Linked DNA regions of Ovis aries: region 2 is linked to region 1. A link is a contact called in public Hi-C data. All regions are on one chromosome and are shown on one strand. Each heading gives the region's core, a stretch centred on a gene start, on an enhancer-like site or on the middle of the called end of the contact. The rest is flanking DNA. Distances are from core to core; before and after follow the strand shown.

Region 1 (5,337 bases), core at 1,942-4,441:
CTTGTGGTAACACAAATGATTTGCAGAAGTATGTTTTAGAAAGCACTGAGTAAAGAGCAAAGCCTAATGACTTTTAGACATCAACTTAGTAGACTTTAAGATGTGCCAAATGCTAAAAAATGGTAGCCCTTAGGTGATAAATTTAGGCAGAGTAACAAACCCTTTACTTTAAAAAAATCTAGCTTTGCTAGTGTTCTTAACAGGAGAAAGAATAAAGGTTTCAAATTGTCAACAACTGTCAAGTGGCCATATACTTACTGTTTCAGTCAAAACAGAAATAGAATCATATAAAATATATATGCTTATATATTTCATATACTTATGAGAATATACTAGAATATTTTATTTATTACATTTTTATACAGTTTATACCTAAATATTTATTGAAAAAGGATGTCCCAAATTCCTAGGTAAGAAAAAAGTATATACAAAAATAACTGCAGTCCCTCATTTAATAAATAGTATTTTTTGTTTTTCACGGGCTTGACCTTTGGGTTTTAAGTAAATGGCAGAAAAAACAAGGAAGCTAAAACAATGTTTTTTGAAAAGGCATTACATAGTTTTAGCAACTTGGACAAAGGCCAATAAAGTTTAAATTAAAGCTGATAGTAAGCTCCAGCTCAGAATATTATTTCTTCTTCCTGTTTAGAGACTAAGTCACAGGCTTTGTCTGGAGAAGGCGGCTTACGAGTGGTGGTTTTATTTTTTATACAGGTTAGAGGTTTGCATCTTGTACTTATTTAGAAATGTTAAATGCCTTCAATGCACAAGCGATGAGGCAGTTCAGGATCACAGAGGCTGCTCCTTTTGGTGTAGTCATTCCAACTTGAATTTTAAAAATAAATTAAGAATGCATAACCAAGGAGAACTATTCAAATGCAATTCTTTCTTCACCCAAGGAGCTCAATCTACTTTCTACAGAAATGTACTTTCTTGGGTGAATTCCTACAGATTTATAGGAAAAAAAAAAACCTGATAAAACCCTAGTATCCTATTAAATCAGATTAGGAAAACCGCATCTTCAACACACTGTGGCTAAAACAATTGTTTTTGTAGATTTTATAACTGTCATCATATAAGAGTCAGCTATGATGTTTGTTTCCGCAAACAACTCATCTAAACACGGATACAGAATTCACTTTCTGGAGGGGGTGGTGGGAGGATATCATCAAGCTATCTTTTTTTCAAATTTTAAACTCTCTATTTTGTACTGGGGTACAGACGATAGACAAAAAGTTGTGGTAGTTTCAGGTGAACAGAGAAAGGACTCAGCCATACAAAGCTATCTTTTTAAAAAAACAGAATTCTAATTTCACATTTTAGGTGACAGGAGGCAGATTTTTAATCTATTTCCCGTACTTAACAAAAACCAGCCTCGCTAGTGGGCCTAAACGGTCTTAGCTGCAAATACTAAGACACGATTTTTAAAAAGCTATTCAAGAGAGCAAATGATTAATCATTAAACTCCACTAAAATTAACTGAAGAAGAGTCAATCTGCCTTAGGGGTTGACTGTGAGGCACTCTAAAACGTGGGGTTAGGGTGCTGTGAAAGTCGTTCAGCCGTGCTGGACTCTTTGAGACCCCATGGACTGTAGCCTGCCAGGCCTCAGGCCTGAATACTGGAATGGGCAGCCGGTCCCTTCTCCAGGGGATCTTCCCAACCCAAGAATCGAATCCAGGTCTCCCGCGTTGCAGGCGGATTCCTTACGGTCTGAGCCACCAGGGAAGCGCCATTTACACCTAGTTTGCAGAACAGGGAAACACTAATTCGCCTGAGGGCTCTTTCCACCATCTGGGCGGACTAGGGGACCGAGTTAAAGGTTAATTATCCGGTCCTCCGCGGGCCCCAGAACTGCCTACAAGCTCAGACAGAAGCCGGGGCGGCCACCCAACTACGGCGGGGCAGCTGGTGCTCGCGCCAGTAGGCTCCGGCGCGGAAGCGCGCGCCGCCGGCGGCTCCGCTCGGGCCTCAGCCGCCGAAGAAGCAAGCGCGCGCTCCCGCGTGTCCTCCAGATCACCTTCAGCGGGGCGGGGAATAACGGCCTGGGCACGTCCACCCAGCGACAAGACACCCGCCAATAAACACACGGAAGCCGCCCCATAGTCCCGCCCTCAAGCACCCGCAGGGCCCCAATCCTCGCGGCCTTAACAGTCTGCTCCGAGAGTCCAGAGCCTGGGGGCGGGGCCGTTACGAACTAAATTAAGAAACCAAAGCCTGGAGTGGTGGGAAGGAGGCGAGGTTAGGCGGGGACTCCCGTCAGCGGCTCCCCCACTCCCCCGCCTGCCTCGGCTCCCGCCGGGCTGTCGTTCCAGGGCCCGGATCCCGGCGCGGGCCTCGCGGCAAGCAGTGGTAAACAAAGGCTCCCGGGCCGTGGGGGCGGGGGTAACGGTCAGGTGACGGCGCCGAGCACGTTTCGCAACCGCTTTAATAGGACTTCTCTGGCCCCCAGCCCTGGGACCCACCTTGACCCCGTCAGTCCTCCCAGTCTGGAACAAACTGTCGCCCCCACCAAACGCGAAGTCTTGATTTCAGAATCTGCATTCTCAGCGCTTCCTTCGGTTAAAGAAGAGCAGCGCTCCGTTCGAAGCCCATCCTCAACATGCGAGACCCCTCTCCCCTGGTCCTGTCCGCCAGCTGCTCCTAGTCCCGCAGGCGGCGGGGTGACTGACCCGCACCTGCTACCCCCCGCCCCAGAGGCCATGCCCCTCCCAACCCGCCCCCGGCGGGCGCGCCAGCAGCGTCGCGGTTCCGGGGCGGTAATGCCAGCCTTTCAGTGCTCTTCCTTTCAGAATGTCGTTACGGAACCGGGGCTGACGACCCCCAGGAGATTCCCAGAGAGCACCCCCCCCCCCCGCCCTCGCCCCAGAGAAGGGCCCTGCAGTCCCAGCCGCGATCTCTCCTCAGACCCTCCTTCTCTGGCTTCGAGAGGCCGGCGGCCGTTGGCTTCCCTCTTGCAGACACCCCCGTAGGCATGACCTGGGCCGTCCCTCCGCCCCCGGCTCTGGCCGGTTCCTCGCCTTTCGGTCAGTCCCGGATCTGTCATCCCCGGGTACCTCTCGGCGAAGGCTGGAAGAGGCCAGCAGCAGTGGCCAACAGCGGCGGCCCCCGCGGTCCCTTAGCAGCCGGCGGCGCAGCACCCTCTCCAACGCCGGCGTCTCCTGGAGCCACCAGCCCTTCCACAGCTCACAACAAAGGAAACATGTGACCGCCCAGGCCAAAACACTGAGCGTCACGCACCTCTGGCCAATCCGAGGGGGCGCCCCCGTCCCGGGGCACCCTGGGAGTTGTAGTCCCCGTTCCGGGGTGGCCGCTCGGCTTCTAGGATTTCCTACTATAGTTCGGGTGTCGGGTACGAGGCTTAACAAGATCCGATCCGAGGGCTGCTGATTCAGAAACAGTTTTAGGTAGATATAGGTTAAGGAAATACATACGTCTTAGGAGACTTGTGGGAAACTCAGTCAGGTATTTATTGCCACGTCCCAAGGCAAAAGCTCATAACCAAGAATGTTCAGAACCCTAAATTTTGAGGGACTAGGCTCAGAGATCTTTTCATTTGACCCTTTGGTATACAATCGGGAAATATGAGGACCTGAGAAGTGAAAGGGACTAGAACCCCCGTAGCTAGACATAGCAGGGAAACCAGATTTCTCTTTAAATCTGTTACTGGCCCCTGTGTCATCCTGGGAGGTTGTTGTTTAGTCTTTAAGTTATGTTTGACTCTGCGACCTCATGGACAGCAGCATCCCAGGCTTTGTCCTCCACTATCTCTCCGGAGTTTGCTCAAATTCATGTCCATTGAGTTGGTAATGCTATCAAACCATCTTATCCTCTGCTGCCCTCTTCTCCTTTTGCCTTCAGTCTTTCAAGGCATAGGGTCTTTTCCAGTGAGTCTGCTCTTCCCAACAGGTGGTCAAAGTATTGGAGCTTCAGCATCAGTCCTTTCAATGAATATTCAGGATTGATTTCCTTTATGATTGGTTTGATTTCCTTGCTGTCCAAGGGACTCTTCTCCAGCACCACAATTTCAGCACCACCATCAAAAAACCTGATGCTGGGAAAGACTGAGGGCAGGAGGAGAAGGGGGCAACAGAGGATGAGATCATTGGATGGCATCATTGACTCAATGGACATAAGTTTGAGCAAACTCTGGGAGATAGTGAAGGACAGGGAAGCCTGGCCTGCTGCAGTCCATGGGGGTCGCAAAGAGCCAGACACGACTGAGTGACTAAACAACAACAATAGCCTTCTTTATGCTCCAGCGTTCACGTTGTGTAGATGACTACTGGAAAAACCATAGCTTTGACTATACTGACCTTTGTTGGCAAAGATTACATTTTTATTTTAAACTCATGTGCAAATCAAAGTTATCACAAATCCCTGTTTTCTAAAGCAGGTGCTCCAAAAGACATTATTTTCTCTTTTTGTTTCTGCAGGTTTTTTTTTTTTCCAAATTTTTGAACATTTAACTAGTTTTTGGTTTCTGATATCAGAATTACAACTTCTCTCTCTCCCTAAGGGCTTCCCTGATGGCTCAGTTGGTAAAGAGTCTGCCTGCAATTCAGGAGATCCGGTTTGATTCCTGTGTCAGGAAGATCCGCTGGAGAAGGGATAGGCTACCCACTCCAGTACTCTTGGGCTTCCCTTGCAGCTCAGATGGTCAAGAATCCTCCTGCAGTGCAGGAGACCTGGGTTTGATCCCTGGGTTGGGAAGATCCCCTGGAGAAGGGAACAGCTACCCACTCCAGTATTCTGGCCTGGAGAATTCCATTGACTATAGTCCTTGGGGTTGCAAAGAGACGGACAGGACAAAGCAATTTTCACTTTCTTTCTCTTCCTTCTTTAGGAATAAAGTCAAGCCTTTATGAAATAAGGGACATGCATCTTCCAGTGATTGGAGGTGTAAATATTGGTAATATAGAAGGCTTGTATCCAGGCCTTTTAAACATTATTTTTAGTCCTCTTTTCCATCTGTTATTAAAAATGAAATTACCTAGCATTTATTGGGTTTCCTTCTAAGCTGCATTTAGGGTTCTTCTTGATGTACCTTGAGGCCCCACTTCACAGCCTGAACACCAGCCTCAGTGAACTTCCCATAGGACTCTTGCCCAAAGAGCTCTTGCTGTCTGTCTCCAGACCATTCCCATCTGTATCCTGCTCCCTAGGCCTCTTATACTCTCTCCTCTCTTTCACTCCCTTTACTAGGCTAGCTCCTGCTTTTCCTCCCAGGAGTTAGCGTGTGGGTTCTCTCTCTTGGAAACCCTGCATTCCTCCTCATTGCTCTTTGGGATAAATATCTCCCCTTGTCTTCCCACAGCCGCTGGTCCTTACTTCCTTC
Region 2 (5,949 bases), core at 2,181-4,680, 120 kb after region 1:
TCGCAGAGTCAGATATGACTGAGTGACTGAGCACATAAGGAAGGCCCTACTATCCCACCCACAATCGTCCAACCTCACCTGTCCTGCCTGACCTTTTGCTCCTCGGCCATACAAGCACTGAGTGCAGGCTCCTGCTGGCGCCCACTCGCCTAGGCAGACCTGGGTACCACTTCCCTGAAGCCTTATCTGGACTTAGCTCATGTAGCCTCTTCTCCGAACTCTCGCAGCACAGAGGTGACACATGGCACAGCCTTACACTGTGTCTCCCTGTTTCCCTGTGTTGGCTCTGTCTCCCCAACCACACCGCACACATCTTCATGAATTTTTTTGCCTGGCGGGGTGGAGTGAGGGTTGGTGTTGGTTTGGGGAGGTAACACTTACAGGCTTGCGGGAAATTATGGGAGAAGCTGTACTTGTTACACATCCGGTGGTTTCTTAAATGCTGTATATGTCTTTCAGGTGGTAAAGAAACACAGCATGATGTTTGGAAATACAATTCTTCAATAAACAAATGGATTCAAATTGAGTATTTGAACATAGGCCGCTGGAGACACAAGATGGTGGTGCTGGGGGGCAAGGTCTACGTGCTTGGAGGTTTTGATGGCTTGCAGAGAATCAACAACGTGGAGACCTACGACCCTTTCCACAACTGCTGGTCAGAGGTATAGATTATTTCTATGAGTGATGCTGTATGGTTGCTTCAAGACTTAAAAAAAAAAAAAAAGGTATCTTCCAACATAGGTATATGGCTTTCTGATCTTTCTCCTCCCACTGAGAATATTTTTGGTGCTACCATCGATTCAGCATTTCTGGTCAGATCACAGAAATGACCTTCTTCCAGGTGGGGGAACTCTGTGTGGGTACCTGTCCTATCCTGGCCAGTACCTCAGATGTGGAGTGCAGGCTTGATCCTATCTTGGTCTGTATGTCTTGGTCTAGAACTTCTGCCTCCTAGGACACCATCTGCCCTTGACTTCTCCACCCTGGGCACACAGGGATCCCTTGACTACACTGTTGAAACCCAGAGTCATCTGGTCAGCCCTTATTCATGTGCCTATAATGATGAACCATGTGTACGTCTTCATATAAGACTTTAGCAATACAATCTCAGGTACATATCATACTCAAGAAAAGGCAAAGCTTTGTTCATCAATGGGCATAAAGTTTCAATTATGTAAAATGAACCAGCTCTGGAGATCTGCCTATAGATAACACCTGGAACCCTTATACCAGCAATTCTTCCTAACTATAAGTGCTAAGGACAATGCCTGGGACATAGTAGGCACTCAGTAAATATTTTTTGAATGAAGGAGCACATGAATAAATATGAATATACATTTTTGAGAAAGCAATCTCCTCCAACATGGGCTGGTTTCATCTCGTATACACTTATTACTGTCTACACCCCACCTCCGCTGAGAGCTGGACTCTCAGGGAGAAATAGACTAGAAACCAGAGCCAGGAGGGAGGGTGGGAAATGTATGCTTTGATCTTCTCTGTATCTCAAGGGAGTCAAGCCCACAGGCCTTGTGATTTTAGGCTAAGGATGCTTGGCCTTGTGTTCCCTGACTCCTGGCCTGTGTCCTGTGAACCACCGCAACAATCTGGGCAGTGTGACTGAGAGCTTCTCCTGGTGCCCCTGTGCCCCTGCAGGCTGCGCCCCTCCTGATCCACGTCAGTTCCTTCGCAGCTACCAGTCATAAGAAGAAGCTCTATGTGATTGGGGGAGGACCCAATGGGAAACTGGCGACGGACAAGACTCAGTGTTACGATCCTTCAACCAATAAATGGAATTTAAAGTCGGCCATGCCAGTAGAGGCTAAATGCATCAATGCAGTGAGTTTCCGGGACCGTATCTATGTAGTTGGTAAGTGAGCAAATGGCATGATGTGGGTGGGGCTGAAAAGGAAAAGAAGATGGGATTGGTCCAGGCCTTGGTGGAATTTATCTTTCAGTCCCGGAGACAGAAATAGCCCACATTTAGGAGACAGGCAGAGCAGATAGACAATGGGGCCCTGGGAAGGGGAAAGCCAGAAGTTGCTATGGGAACAAAGTGTGTTGTAAGCATTAGCAATTGCACAGAAATTGAATATGCACAGTATAAGTGCCCAGTAAATGGCAGCTACCATTATTTCTTACCTTGTGTTCATGGGAATTTTATTCTCCCACTTGCTTGAGGGCTCTAAAAGGTTGCATTTAGCAGGAAGGAGAGCCTGACCAGCCAGACCACAGTGGGCATGTAATTGTTAAGGATGATAGATCTCAACCCTGACTACTCATTATGGAGTTTTTTACAAAAACATGGGTACCTGGGGCTTGTCCAGACCAATGTCAGAATGAGGAGGATACTGGCCACAGTGCCAGGTGTTTTTAACGTGAAGGTGATTTTAAAGTACAGCCAGGGTTGAGAACTACTGATTAAGGAAATAACAAAAATAAATAACTTCAGCAAGTAAGCGCTAACCAGAGAAGGCTTCCTGAATGCAAAATATGGGAACAGATTAAGGCAAAAATCCCTTTTCTCCCTTGCTTCAGGTTTCCTGTGCTTTTCTGGTCAGACTCATGACTCTGCCTCAAAGGTCTGATCTCAAGATGGGTTACTAGAGCTGGTGTTCCCCGTCATGCTCAGTTTAGAGATGCCCCCACTTTTAGTCACTGTCATGTATATCAATACTTCTATGTACCAGGCTTTCCGCCAGGTGCTTTATGTGCCTGATCCCTCTGTTTTCTCATAACCACCATGGTCTTGGTGTTCCTGGTTACAGATCCCGAAGTGGCAGAGCCGGGTTTATGCGCCAGGCCTGCCTGATGCACCACCTGGTATTTCCTCCAGGAAGCAGTCTTAGGGTACATTTTAGCAGTCACGGGAAGTCAGGCGTCCTTTAGAACCTGATTAGCACCCGGCTGCAAAGTTTCAAGGGCTGTGACCTATTTCCAGCATGAGACTTCCCGCCCCTAGTTACCCATTCTGGCTTTCTTGAGAGCCATGGATTTGCTTTCTTTTGGCAAGGTGGTAGACTTGACCTAACCAGTAGTAGTTTAGTAGTTAATGGGGAAGAAAACCAGAAAAACAGTGAAACGCTCACGGTGTTTCCTCTTCAGGAGGGGCCATGAGAGCGCTGTACGCCTACAGCCCCCTGGAGGACAGCTGGTGCCTGGTGACCCAGCTCAGCCACGAGAGGGCCAGCTGCGGCATCGCGCCCTGCAACAACCGGCTCTACATCACTGGGGGGCGAGACGAGAAGAACGAGGTCATCGCCACGGTGCTGTGCTGGGACCCCGAGGCCCAGAAACTGACGGAGGAATGCGTCCTGCCCCGGGGAGTGTCCCACCATGGCAGCGTCACCATCAGGAAGTCGTACACCCATATTCGGAGGATCGTGCCTGGAGCTGTGTCGGTCTGATCCCGGGTGCGCCGAGGGCGGAGTCACGCGGAGAGCCCGCCTCCCTCAGCCCTGCCCCTCGATCCTGCTTCGGACACCAGCGGGGCTGGACCGGAGGCTCACCGCGGCGCCCCCTGGAGGCTCCTCGGAAGTCACAGCTTTGGGACACGCGACCAGCCAGGAATGTTTGCGAGACCTACCTCAGGAGGAAAGAAGAGTACTTAACATGGAGAAGGAAATGGCAACCCACTCCAGTACTCTTGCCTGGAAAATTCCATGGACGAAGGAGCCTAGTCCATGGGGTTGCAAAGAGTCGGACACGACTGAGCGACTTCACTTAACATGTAAGATACACCTGCCCCTGCCAGGTTCTATACCAGGCGCTTTTGTACACCAATGCTTTTTACTGTCCTAATGACCTGATTACTGGATATTAAAACTCCCATTTGACAGGTGAGGAAACTGAGCTTAAGAGAGGCTAAGTGCTTGGCCTAGGTCAGTCAGATTCTAAGTAGCTAAACCAGTAGTTTAAACCCAGGTCTTTCCATCTCGAAGTCAGCGTAGGTTCTGTCTGGCCGTCTATCCCAGAGCAGGAAAACACAAAGCGAAACAGCTCATCTTTTGGTCTGACAGGTTAGCTGGAGGATTCACTCAGCAAAGCAGGGGAAAAAGGGTTTTTTCTTCTTCTTTCTTCTTCTTTTCCTTATATTTAAACCACATGGGATCTTTGGTGTGGTAACCTTGGGCCTGTTGTCAAGAGTGTATCATAGGTTGTTCCATCTGACAGTTCTGGGGAGATGGGTCTGGGAAGACCTGCTTGCTCTGGAACATATAAAAAACTTTTGTCTTCCTCATCAAAAACCTCTATCTTTTATGATCACAGGAGGCCCACTGTAGCCTGGAACTGTCACTGCCGGACAGAATTGTACCTTCAGCACAGCCCAGTGCCCTAGCCTTTTAATGTCCAACAGTTGTATTAAAATGTAGAAAAGATTTTTCCAGAGAGTCAGAATACTGTTTTGTTTCTTGTTTGTTTGTTTTATGTAAACATTCTTACACTGCTGGCCTCTGAGGAAGGACTGGCTCTTCTTGACAGTATACATTCTAATTTTTAGACAGTGATTTGGGTCCATGTCCCTGTGACTCCACCTGCTTGGAAGCTTCATTTTCAGGATCCTTTTAATCCCTCCTATTTGGTTTTTGGATCAGGTTGGCGCAGTTTTGACTTAAAGAACAGAGTCTGTTCTTTACTGTCAGAGATAGAGCTTTCAAATGAGCTCACTGGAAATTCATTCTAATCCCGGAGTTGGGGAAACAGATTAAGATATCCTATTTCAGATGCTGTACTTAAAAAGCAACAATAATGGTAACAACATAGTAACTACATTACCTAATGCCCTTTATTTTCATCATATGATTTCAAATCTCTTTATAGAGTTTTATTTCATGTCAGATGTGCCATTTTGTGCTTGTACATCAGCAGTTTGGGAAGACAGAGGTATTAGAGTTGATAGTGAATTTAACTTTCATAGAAAAGTTTGGTTAGAAGAAGCTACAGCTCAAAGCAGATAAAACAGACTCGGAAAATTACAACTGAAAATTCTATTTATGCATAGATCATTGAGGATAAATATAAATGCATGTTGATGTCTGAGAAGCTCTGTGTCTTAGAGTCAGGTCTGACACTTTAGCTCCCTGCTGTGAAAGTTGAGGTGGGAAAATACAAACATATTTGTGGAAATTTAGAACGCATACCTCATTTACCCATGAATACTGATAACCTTAATGAAGCTCTCAACTGAAACCATTTAAACTACTTCAATTCAGCAAACATTCCTGAAATTGTTATGTTTGGCAAGCCTTGGGGACTCCAAAAAGCAAGACAAATTTCCACTCTAGAAACATTCAATAAGCAGGTAAATGGGCCACTTGTCAATATTATAATTTTTCTTTTCATCAAGCTAGAGAAAAGGAGATGTACATGAAGTTATGAGGTTGCATTCAGGTCTTTCTTGCCTGTCCAAGTGATCTCCTTGGGAAGCTGTGCTCTTAGATCAATGATGCAGCCATTGTTTACATGTTTGTCTTTCCTTGGGATTACCTTCAGAAACCACTTATGAGCTCTGGGAGGAATCAGTTGTATTTCAAAGACAATTTCAGGAAGAAATTTCAAAGTTCAATGACAGCATCATGGGCAACACAGAGAGCCTCCCCTCAGAAAGAATGTGTTCCTTGTCCTGGTTGTGCTTTGATGAGAGCAATTGGCAAATTTTGAGCCCAAATTTTCAACAGGTCAAACTTATGCTGGGAAACTGAGGATTTAGGATCTCTGTGTTATAAACCTGGCTGTCAATAATGGGTTGGCAGACAGATACACCTACTAAGAAGATCCGGATTTCCACACTTGAAGCTGTCAGTCTGTAACTTTTAGGGATATAAAAAAAGTTCAGGTCATTTTGGGGAAACTCTGTATCATCAGGATTTAAATTTCTAGGCCCTTGCTAGGGATGGAAGCTCTTAAAATCTAATTTCCGTTCTTAGATGAAAAAACAAAAACCTAGTTCAC

Evidence for each region. A called contact is a pair of places that touch in the nucleus more often than the background predicts.
Region 2: a contact with region 1 is called in a Hi-C map of hypothalamus, with 3 times the contacts expected there. The contact joins the enhancer-like site here to the promoter of KLHL24 in region 1. A contact is called at or near these places in 4 of 16 Hi-C or Micro-C datasets (blood, hypothalamus, muscle and 1 more).

The regions. Positions count from the first base shown.
Region 1 is chr1:204,276,545-204,281,881 of ARS-UI_Ramb_v3.0, forward strand. KLHL24 (kelch like family member 24) reads right to left here and starts at 3,192. Exons shown (of 9, transcript XM_042233885.2): 1 at 3,056-3,192; 2 at 2,465-2,555.
Region 2 is chr1:204,393,626-204,399,574 of ARS-UI_Ramb_v3.0, forward strand. KLHL6 (kelch like family member 6) reads left to right here. Exons shown (of 8, transcript XM_004003107.6): 5 at 460-662; 6 at 1,654-1,867; 7 at 3,103-5,949. The coding sequence ends at 3,404. Among named protein-coding and RNA genes, the nearest start is that of MCF2L2, 48 kb to the right of the region's middle. Within about 2 kb of position 3,431, at least 46 of the 54 cell types and tissues checked have an H3K27ac peak or open chromatin away from gene starts, as enhancers often do. A contact at or near this core is called in hypothalamus, muscle and tail adipose tissue, where this site is marked.